2 separate regions of the Mus musculus genome follow, and region 1 is linked to region 2. A link is a contact called in public targeted proximity ligation data. All regions are on one chromosome and are shown on one strand. The core of a region is the stretch at or near the end of the contact, and the rest is flanking DNA. Distances in the headings are between cores, read along the strand shown.

Evidence for each region.
Region 1: a contact with region 2 is called in a targeted proximity ligation map of pancreatic cancer cells. A contact is called at or near these places in 1 of 39 promoter capture datasets (maxillary cranial neural crest) and 1 of 130 datasets of targeted methods (pancreatic cancer cells).

What each region holds. Positions count from the first base shown.
Region 1 is chr19:38,002,597-38,008,270 of GRCm38.p6, reverse strand. The region is part of intron 3 of Myof (myoferlin); the gene reads left to right. Among named protein-coding and RNA genes, the nearest start is that of Gm52396, 10 kb to the left of the region's middle.
Region 2 is chr19:37,519,095-37,524,249 of GRCm38.p6, reverse strand. No RefSeq gene overlaps it. Among named protein-coding and RNA genes, the nearest start is that of Gm41842, 25 kb to the left of the region's middle.

The DNA of each region.
Region 1 (5,674 bases), core at 2,816-5,315, 480 kb before region 2:
CATGTGTTTGTGTGGACACTTGCATGCACGTCTATGCAGAGGCCAGAAGAGAGTATCATTGTCTTTCTATATCACTCTCTGACCATTTCTTTGAGGCAGAGTCTCTCCCCGAACCTTGGGCTTTTGTTTTCTTGCCTAAGTGAGAAGTCAGCAAGCCCTACTGTTCCACTGTCATGTGGGATCTGGAATTTGAGCTCTGGTCCTCATGATTGTGGAGCAAATGCTATTAACTTTAGAGCCTTTTCTCCAGTTCCTTGTTTGTTCTTTGGGACACTCTTGCTGTGTAGCCTGGGCTGATTTCAAAGTCATTTCAATTATTCTGTCTCAAATTCTGAAGTGCTAGGATTATAAGCATGTTCAGCATTTTCTTTCTTTTTTTATTGGATATTTTCTTTATTTACATTTCAGATGCTATCCCCTTTCCTGCTTTCCCCCCTCCCAGAAACCCCCTTTCCCTTCGTCCCCTTCCCTGCTTCTATGAGGGTGTTCCTCCACTCACCCACCCACTTCTACCTCCCTGCCCTCAATTCCCCTATACTGGGGCATCTATCAAGCCTTCATCAAGGACTTCTCCTCCCATTGAGGCCTGACACGGCCATCCTCTGCTACATGTGCAGCTGGAGCCATGTACTCCTTGGTTGATGGCTTAGTCCCTGGGAGCTCTGGGGGGTATAGTTGGTTGATATTGTTGTTCTTCCTATGGGGCTGCAAACCCCTTCAACTCCTTCAGTCCTTTCTCTAACTCCTCTATTGGGGACCCTGCACTCAGTCCAATGGTTGACTGCGAGCATCCACTTCTATACTTGCAAAGAAATCTTATGTGTTTATTTATGCCTGCCTGCTCTGACCAGGTCTTTTGAAATTTGGGCTGGGCATGGGTCTGGTGTAGTACCTTCCTGTGCTTTTCTTAGCTTTCTTTTTCTAGAGTAGTATCTGAAATAAAGATCAATTTTTTAAAGTACCTGACATGTTGTTCTTTTAATCTCTATCTCAGCACTATTAGATAAAATTTGTCAGCCCCATTTATAGATACAGAATCAGGGAACTTGGAGGAGTTAGTTTGTATATAGACTGTAGTGCAAACTTGAGTCCAAATTACGTTTCTGTCTTCATTGTCCCATAACCTTCTAAGGTTCGTGTATGAATGGATGAAGGAATGTGTTTATGAATGATAAAACTGACCTGATTCTCATGTTGAGAAAATTAGACAGCCAGAGTCTGGGAACTCCACTGACCTATTGCACCAGGCAAGCATAGATTAGTCCCTTGAGGACTGGGAGGTCAGAATTGGCCAGGAAGAATGAGCAAAGTATTAGGATACAGTCGTTCATTCCAATCTTATCTATCTATCTATCTATCTATCTATCTATCTATCTATCTATCTATCTATCTATCTACTTAATGTGTGAGAGTGTGTGTGTACATGCCATAAGTGCACATGAGGAAATCAGAAGACAACTTGCAGGAATCAACTCTCTTCTTCTACTATGTGGGTACCAGGGATCACAATCAGCCATCCTATTTGAAGTCAGGAGCCTTTACTGCTGAGCCGTCTCACCTGCCTGACTACAGTCATTTTTAAGACATAATATTGAGGCCGTGGAGTTTGTGGAGAATGCAGGGAAGGCTTGCCCGCATCAGGTTTGGGAACACTGTGGAGCACTGCTGTGCCTGCATTCTGGTTTTTTTTTTGTTTTTTTTTTTTAAGCCCATAAAGCCTTAAATGGCCAAGAAGAAAGCTTCAGGGCCGTCTTTAAGAATCCTGGTCTGTAGTAAGAAGGGAAGGCCATAAGAAAGGCATCTAGATATTGATGCAGTTCTGTTGACCACAGTTTATTTTGGGGGAATAATTGGGTTTCTATACACACTTCTCAACTGTGACCCTATATGATCATATAGAACGGGCGGGTTCTCTGCTTCCTGATCCTGCTCTGCCAACCACCTTCTCCAGGCACCTATGAGAGTTTCTGCTATGACCATGGATAGGAGAATCATCTCAAGGCTCTGGAGGTTAATGGTTAAGAGGACTTGCTTTTGTAGAGGACCTGGGTTCAGCTCTCAGCATCCACATGCTGGGTCACGGCCATCTGTAACTCCAGTTCCAGAGGACTAAGCTCCCACTTGTGGTCAGCATGGTCAATAAGAATGCATGCAGTGCGCTAATATACATGTAGGCAAAGCACTTATACACATGAAATAAAAATAAAGGGAAAGGAAAAGAAATAGTTCAACTCTGGTCTCTGGGAATCTGCATGCATCTGCTGCTGCTGCTGCTGCTGCTGCTGCTGCTGGGAGCTTTGAGAGGTGCATTCTGAGGGACAGTTGGGAAGAGAATCAGAGACCAGTGAGGATAGGCCCCTCTGGTGCAAGTGAATCAGAGAATTAAGGGAATGCCCCCATGAGGGGCTTTCACCTTGGTAAGGGACTCTGGTACCATGACCTGCTATTACAGCTGTGCCCAGGAAGAAACCCCTGTGTCAGCTGTCAATGTGTGTTGAGCAAGAGTACCCAGAGCCATCACCACAGGTAGACGAGCCAGTGCCAGTTGAACTACAGTAGAAGAGAGAGATGGGGCTCAAGACCCCACATAACTCAGCCACATCAAACTTACAGCCAAGGGACAGGGAAGGGGCAGTGGATGGAAATTCTTGAGAGGAACTAACCGGGATAGGGAAATTCTGGCTAAACCAACATAACAGGATTCTTGCTGAAGGCAGTTCAGGGTGATCCCCAGTCACATGGTGGGTGGGGGCAGAGATAAAGAGTCTGACCAGTTATTAAGATGGTTAATCAGATATCCAGGGTTCAGCAGGGTCCTTTGTCAGATCTGAACCTAAGACAGAAGTACATGTTCTATCTCGGAGAAGGCTCCTAGGAGAAAATCTGGCTTTGCAAACAGCCTTCGTCTGCGGCCTTGCTTCTCCTGGCCGTCAGGTTTGTTTTAAGGAGCACGCTTGGCTCACTCCTTATTCTCAGGACCAGGGAGGAACTTGATGGGCATAGGCCCAGAGGAGGGAACAGTGTGGGAAATCCATGCAAAGTGCTACAGGCCTGGCTAAAATGACAAACTCGGGCAGCCAGAGCCAGGGCCTTCAAAGAATGGGATAGCTTGGTCTTCTCAGATCTTCCACAGGGCATTTGGGAACTGTTGAGGTTTGGAAAGTTTTTTTTGGCCCCAGCCCAGCTGTAGGCTATGATTCCTCCCAGAGGGTGGCAGGGCTGGCTGCTTACAGTCCCTAAAAGCAGCAACAGAGAGTGTCCAGTTGATGTTCAAGCCTCCAACAGGCCTTTCCTCTGTGGAGGGGATTTCCAGCAATCCCCGTGGTGATGTCCCGGTTACACAGAGAAGGGACCTGGTGAGCTGTATATGGGAGCGCCCCTGCTAAGGCCCTCAGCCAGCAGGGTCCTTATTCACCACAGAGGCATGTGGCTGTGAATGGGGGCCCAGGCTGTGGGAAAAACATTTCCATTCCTCTTTTTAAAACCAAGTATATGTTTCCAGATAAACACAGTGATGAAGAGGTTCTTAACTGACACTGCTTAACTAAGATAGCTAGCTTGACTCTCAACTCCCCCAGGCCCCAGGTATAACACCCAGTTGCCAGGTCATTCCCAGGGCTTAGAAGTAGCTCTGTGTCATGCATAGAGGCCTGCCTCTGAGTTTGATGTCAGTCACAGACTGAAGGCGCAGTGTCCTAGGTTCCCTTTGGTGTCTAATGCGTCTGAAGCTTGTTAGTTCTCCCAGGAGAGCTGCTGGGCCAAGGCCTGGGCATTTATTTCTTCCATGGTGGCTTCCTTTTGGGACTGTAGCCCATCTGTTAGCGCCTTGGGAGCAGTCCATGGGAGACTCTTGTTTTTCTGTGAACCACAGGGCGAAGCGTCCCTCTTACCCACACATCTTATCATCTTGGCCTGTTTACAGTATCACATTAGTAATAGAGATCCCAGGCTGAGGGTCACCTCCTTTAAAGGAAATCAGCTTATAGTCGGACTGAGCTGTTCCTGTCCCTCGTGTAGGAGGTCAAGTTATCATTCCCCATGTTCTCACCGTTTTCTGTATCTAGGCAACGCCCCAGAAAACAGGCCTGGCTGGCTGACCTGCGAGGCGAGACATAGGACTGCAGCTCTGGCAGTGGGCAGTGCTTCCTTCGGGTCAGTCAAAGGTCTCAGAAGCTGTATCTGTGTTTACATCTTTCTCAACACAGCCTCACTGTCAAATATCTTCGAGATTAGTCTTTCCAGGATGTTCTCAAAACACAGTCTTTACTCCGCACGCACATGCAGACACACGCAAGCGCGCGCGCGCACGCACACACACACGCACACACACACATCAAATTTTCCTTTAAATGCCCTCCCCCACAGCAAAACCACCAGGGTTTTATGATGAGAAAGCAAACCTTAGCAACGGGACTCAAGCTGCTTAGAAGGGATTGAGGTTAGAGTATATAATTGGCTCCTTTTACTCCTCGCCATTCCTGCCCTGTCTTCTGTTACTGCACTCTTCTGGGGAACGAATCAGCAAACTGAATCAGAACAGGTTACTAGCCATTCCACTGCATAAAAAGATGAGCAAAAGGCTCTGTGTGTACTCAAGCCTGTTCTTTCTGGTTAGCCACAAGCCCCACTGTCCCCTACTGCACCGGGTGACTTCACTGTATATTTTATTCTCTTACTGTCTTCATCTTTGCCTCTACACTGTGTGTGAATCAGTTGTGATCTGTGACATTATAATTTTGAAGGCAGAAACCCTGCCTTTCATTATGATGTCTCCAAAACAATTCTAGGAGTTTTACACACACACCTCAAGAACTGGTAAAGTAAGAAAAAAGAAATACTTAACATACAGTAGTTTCCTAAATAGACCTGTATGGGATATATCATATGTATAAGCCTAACCTGTGAAGTTATTCATGTCTGTCCATTTGTTTGCCAACAATACAGTGGCTCAAAGAATTGAGGGACTTAGGCAAGGAGAGAGAGAGAAAGAGAGAGAGACAGAGACAGAGACAGAGACAAAGAGAGACAGAGAGACAGAGACAGAGAGAGACAAAGAGAGACAGACAGAGAGAGAGAGAGAGAGAGAGAGAGAGCGTACTAGGGCATAACACTTGGGCTACACAGGAATTATTCTCAACCTGGGTGATTTTGTCCCCTAGGACACTAGGTAATGTGGGAGATGCATTGATCTGGTCTCAGATGCTGGTTCAATCCCATGCCAGGCCTCTTTTCAGTTCCGCATAGCCGAGCCACAGCAGCACCCTGCCTGTTCTCAGATTGATTTACCACTGATAAGAGGCCCTGGTCATTCTGGCTCTAGCTGGCTTTAACAAAAGCAAATCAGTACATGTTCAAGGGTATGATGTCAGCATCTTACTCGTAGAACTACACCACAAATCACAGACTGAAGGATAACATGAGTTTCCTTCCCATCTTACCAGGCAAACACCACATTTAGACAAAGCCAGATGGTTTTTCCTTAAAAGAAAAGGAAGAGAACACATTTCATTCGTTGTGTGTATTGAGGGTAAGGTGTGAATGCCTATGGAGTGTGTGTGTGTGTGTGTGTGTGTGTGTGTGTGTGTGTGTGTGTGTATAGTGTAAGTGCCTGGGAGATGTGTGTATATGTGTTTAGTGTGAGTGCCTGTGATATATGTGTGTGAGAGTGTAAGTG
Region 2 (5,155 bases), core at 1,415-3,914:
CTCATGCCCGGCTAAATTTTTTTCATCTCTAGGTGTTTTCACCTTTGTTCTCAGAGCATTTAGAACAGGACTTCACACATGGAAGTCTTTGTGAATGTTTGTTGATATCCTCAATTAATAAAATAAAATCAGTTCAAATGGTGAGTTATCTCTTCCTGCACCATGCTGTTGTCTTTTGGTTGGTTTGTTGACAGAATAACTTATTTAGCTGATTTTATTTTTTTGATAGCTCTCACAATACTTCAAGCTGGTTTTGAATATGATCTTTTTGCTTCAGCCCTATGCATGCTGGGATTGCAGACATGCCTGACCACAATAGGTTTCACTACCCTTTATCTCTTCAAGTTTCCCATTACCCGCTATCATTTTCTCCAGATCTGCAACTGCTCAGAAATGTTGATTCTGCGGACAGCCTATCCTACAGAACTTGTGGGAGTCAGTTTGGTTTGCAGTCCCTGACAGAGTCTGGCCCCTCCCAAGGACAACAATTGGAGAGTAAAACTTAAGAGAATGACTGTTGAGATCCTTTCTGCCTCAAACACACCCCGAAAGAAAGAAAAGTTTCCATTTATTCGGGGCTCTCCAGGGCTGAGGTTCAATAGGTGATCTGTATGTTTCCTTTTCGCTTCTAAACACATGTGTTCTTTTGTTTCTCAGGAAGCAATCATCGTGTAGCCATGGAAATCAATGAGTACGGAGGAAACGTTGCAGGGAAAAATGAAGCCAACGAGCTCAACTCCACAGAAGTTGGTCACATCCTAAAACAATCAGTGTGTGGGCATACAGGGGCTCGCTGAGGAAGTGCGGTATTTTGACAGTAACCTTTGCAGAAAGTGAGCACGTTTCAAAACGCTCAAGTGTTTGTAGAATGTCAGCCAAGCCTGCTGCTCGCTCCTTAGTCTTTCCTCTCAGCAGCCCTGACACCCACCCTCCATGAAATTCCCATTCTATCAAGAAACGTTGGGTTTAAATGGCTTTCCAAAACCAATGTGACACTCTAGTGGATGGCCCCACACCCAGAAGGATAAATTAATAGCACATGATTGAGTTGATGGATTATTAAATTATCAAATAAATAAATATACACACATCTACAAGGACACATATCGAGATGGGAGATTTTGAAGGAGTTAGTAAGAAGCCGAGTGAATATGATCAATATACATTGTAAGAAGCTCTCAAATAGTTAATAAAAACGCATATATTATTTAAGCTAGTGTGAGTGGCAGCATTTGAAGCAACATGATCTTTCCACCAATCAGAAGTCATCTTAAAGGTGAGCCGTGTCCACATGCCCTGACCTGAATTTCACAGAACAAAGATCTTGGAACTATCTCTCCACACCTATAACTAGTCTCTCTTTATAACTAGGCTTACAGTTAATAAATAGCCTTGGAGGTGGAAGTGAAATTTAAGGTTTAAGACTGTGTTTCAGGAGGCAGAGGCAGGAGGATTTCTGAGTTTGAGGCCAGCTTGGTCTACAAAGTGAGTTCCAGGAACAGCCAGGGCTATACAGAGAAACTCTGTATCAAAAAAAAAAAAAAAAAAAAAAAAAGACTGTGTTTCAGGGCTGAGAAATGGCTCATCAGCTAAGAGCATCTACCGCTTGTGTAGAGAGAGAACCCTTAAATTCAATCCTGCAGCTCAGAGTAGCCTCTTATTTCCAGCTCCAGGGGATCCAGTGTCCTCTTCTGGCTTCTGGGAGCACCTGCACTCATGTGCACAACCCTCCACACAAACACTCATGCATACAAACAATTTAAAAAAAAAATAAGTCTAAAAGTCCAAATATAGGTCAATATCACGTTGGCCAAATTCTGATTCCTCAGAAAACCTTCTGGTTCTTTTGCTCTCGCAGTAGAGTAGTAATGGCCTTTGTAGAGATCTGAAGTTTGTGTTGCACAGAAATGTGTCTGGTGGTGATGGTGATGATCATGGTGGTGGTGATGGTGATGATGATGGTGGTGATGATGGTGATGATGATGATGATGGTGATGATGTCATCTCAGTAAATGAAACTGAGCATAGTAACAATGTTTTCATCCTCAGAACCTGGGTGTAATGAACTTTCTCTTTAGTGAACACCTATACGTTTAGTCTCATTACTTTTATACCAAATTTTCTATTCAGTACAAATTATATTGTTAATTGAAAACTCACAAACACTTCTAGATGTGACTAATGCAGGCTAGGTCTTGTCTGCCCCCCCCCCCAAGTCACTAGACAACCAGGCTACGCCTATCCTTCTACTTCCTATCCTAAGGGTGGGTTCAAATCTCAGGTTACCTCAAGATGAAAAACTCCACTGCAGTGGCTGTCTTACAAGAGCAGTTTCTGTAGATGAGGGGAGTTAAAGGAGACAAAATAAGGAGGGAGAGAGAGAGAGAGAGAGAGAGAGAGAGAGAGAGAGAGAGAGAGAGAGAATATAGTCTATGAACCCAAATGTTGGTCAGTGGATCTATAAGGTTGTGGAAACCTATGGAAGTTTCCTTCTGCTGACTTTATTTTCTCAGTAGACAGGAAGCAAGGTCCTTGTAACAATGAGGTGGGAAGAGAAGAAAAATAAAGGTATAAAATAATCCACTCACAACAGAACAACAGATAAGGGCCTAGAGAAATATACAAGGCAAGAGCTGAGAAGCCAGAAGGGCCATAGAGATAAGGGATCCAGAATGAGACCAGATGTCCAGCGCTTGCCCAGAAGCCCTGCATTTGGGAGATGGAGGCAGGAGAGCATAGAGTTTGAAGCTGACCTCACCGACAGGAGACCCTGTCCATGACAGAAAGGAGAGAGACAGAGATAGAGACAGAGACACAGAGAAAGAACAAAAGAACAACAAAATCGAACAAAGCCAGGCCCAGCTTGGCTTTGTGCCATGTTCCAGCTTTGTTCGGCTGTGGGACTAGGGTAGAGAAAGTCTACTTGAACAAAGGCTCCGTCTAGTCCAACAAAATGAGTAGGGTCACGAGGCCAAGGGGGTGACTCGGGCTAGGAGTATCCGTGGGTGACTGCGACATTAGAGCTGAGTCAATGAACGTGCGGTTCTGAAGTTGCAAGTCTGTTAGTGTCCCCCGAACCATCCCTCCCCATACCAAATCTACCCACTTACCGATAGCCTATCAGAGTGAGTTCAAAGTTTATGCAAAAATAAGCATGTTAGCCTTCATCCAAGACTTCCCACTGCTGACCTGAGGGCAAAGCTGTGCTCCTGAACTCCGGACGTTGGTAAACTTCCTGCCATTTCTTAATCCACAAAGTCAAGATTCCAGCGGGCTTCCTGGCATGGCTAAGTGCCAGGCCAGCCAGAATATCCTCATTACCTGTGGAGAACAGGACGTCAGCGCTCTGCAGCCCACAGTGTGGCTTTGCTCTCGAGCCCAGTATCCTGGAAGTTCAGTGGGTAACAAGGCTGAGCCTTCCGGATTGCCTGTATACCCAAGATGGGGATTCTGTCTCCTCTCTCTCTCTCTCTCTCTCTCTCTCTCTCTCTCTCTCTCTCTCTCTCTCTCTGTGTGTGTGTGTGTGTGGTGTGTGTGTGTGTGTGGTGTGTGTGTGTGTGTGTCTTTTTCTTTCCCTCCCTCACTCCTTCACAGAAAACTCAAATTTTTTTCTTTTTTAGTATCTGAATTGATGTCTCTGACCCAGATATTCATAATCTGCCTTCTTCAAAGCATCTGGTCAGGGTTTTTAAACTTTTCTCCTTTTTAGGTAATATGGACCACTGGGTTAATTCATAGTCTTTCAGTCCAGCCTCTTCTTAAGACTCTCCAAGCAATAAATAAAGTACTATAATATCCAGGAACTCTAAACACGTGGAAGCTTGCTTCCTTGACTAAGAGAGATGAATCAGAAAGTAATGTGTTTTGCTTCTGTGAAATGAAAGAGAAATGTTCTTGTGAAGTTTTAAAGTTGTCAAAGACTGTCGAGGTCATTCATACAATCGTTAATAGCCACCCCCCTTCCCAAGCTCAGGTCCTAGAAGTCACTGAATGTGGATGATAAAGACCTGCCTTCAGAGAGCAAACTGCAATCGGGATTCTTTTCTGGGAGTCAAAGGGGAAAAAAAAAGCCTTAATGGGTATTTTCTTCAGTGCAGAGTGATTTGAGTTTAAGCACTAACCTGTCTCTCTAGTATTTGAAGGGATTAACTTCGGAGTTCATTGTGTTGGCTGTCTTTTCAAAGATTAGATAGTTTAGTTAGGCTCCTACCGGCCATGTAAATGTCTCCGCATTTATTGACCGTCTGTAGTCTTTATCAAAGGTGAACACAATCACCGGCTTGTAAACACGGATCCCATTATTTGGGTACTGATAAGATTTACTGAGAGTTAAAAAAAATTTATGATTGTCTAGCCAGTTAAAGACACTAATACAGTACAGAAAAGGACAATAAACACGTATGAATTCAGTCAATGAACTTGCCTTTTTTGTTTGAGGGCTACAATCTGTTTCGCACCTATAGATTGTAGATGTAATTATCTGACCAGCACTCAGTTAAAAACACGCTAGTCTATTTGAACATGTCGTCCACATTTCTACGCTCTTTCAATCACCTGCAGAGGAATTTATGCATCCCCATGAAGACATGTTAAATCTCTCAAGACACAGATAGACAAATTCTTTGGGAACACTGTAGGGATATGCTAAGGGACTCAGATCTGAATTTTATTATTTGTTTGTTTGTTTTGTTTTGTTTTGTTCAGATCAAGACCCTCCTGCATGCTTGGTAAGCACTACATCCCAACTTACAGGTCCACGTTTTAAAATGCTATGATCAAAGTGAAAATTTGGTAGAGGTAGTAAATCAGTGTGTTTGATCCGCAGGGTCAGCATTATGTTGTATTGATTGTGATTTTGGCCATCTCGGCTGGGGGAGATGCAAGAGCTGCCATTCAGCTCCCTTCTCTGACTGACAAACTGGAGAAAATATTCCTTTCTTCTGGACCTCCAAGGCCAGGTTCCAAGGAAACATGGCTTACACAGCCTCACAGTTCAAGCAAAAGCAAGAAGGGCCTTTGTGACAGAAAGTGACAGGAAAATCCCCCTACAACTTCACACATCAGCTCTCTGAGGTCCTTTGCAAATTCCTTCAACCAAGTTTCATTATATAAAGGAATTCCTAGGAATTTTTGTGTGTCCAGCCTCCCACAGCTG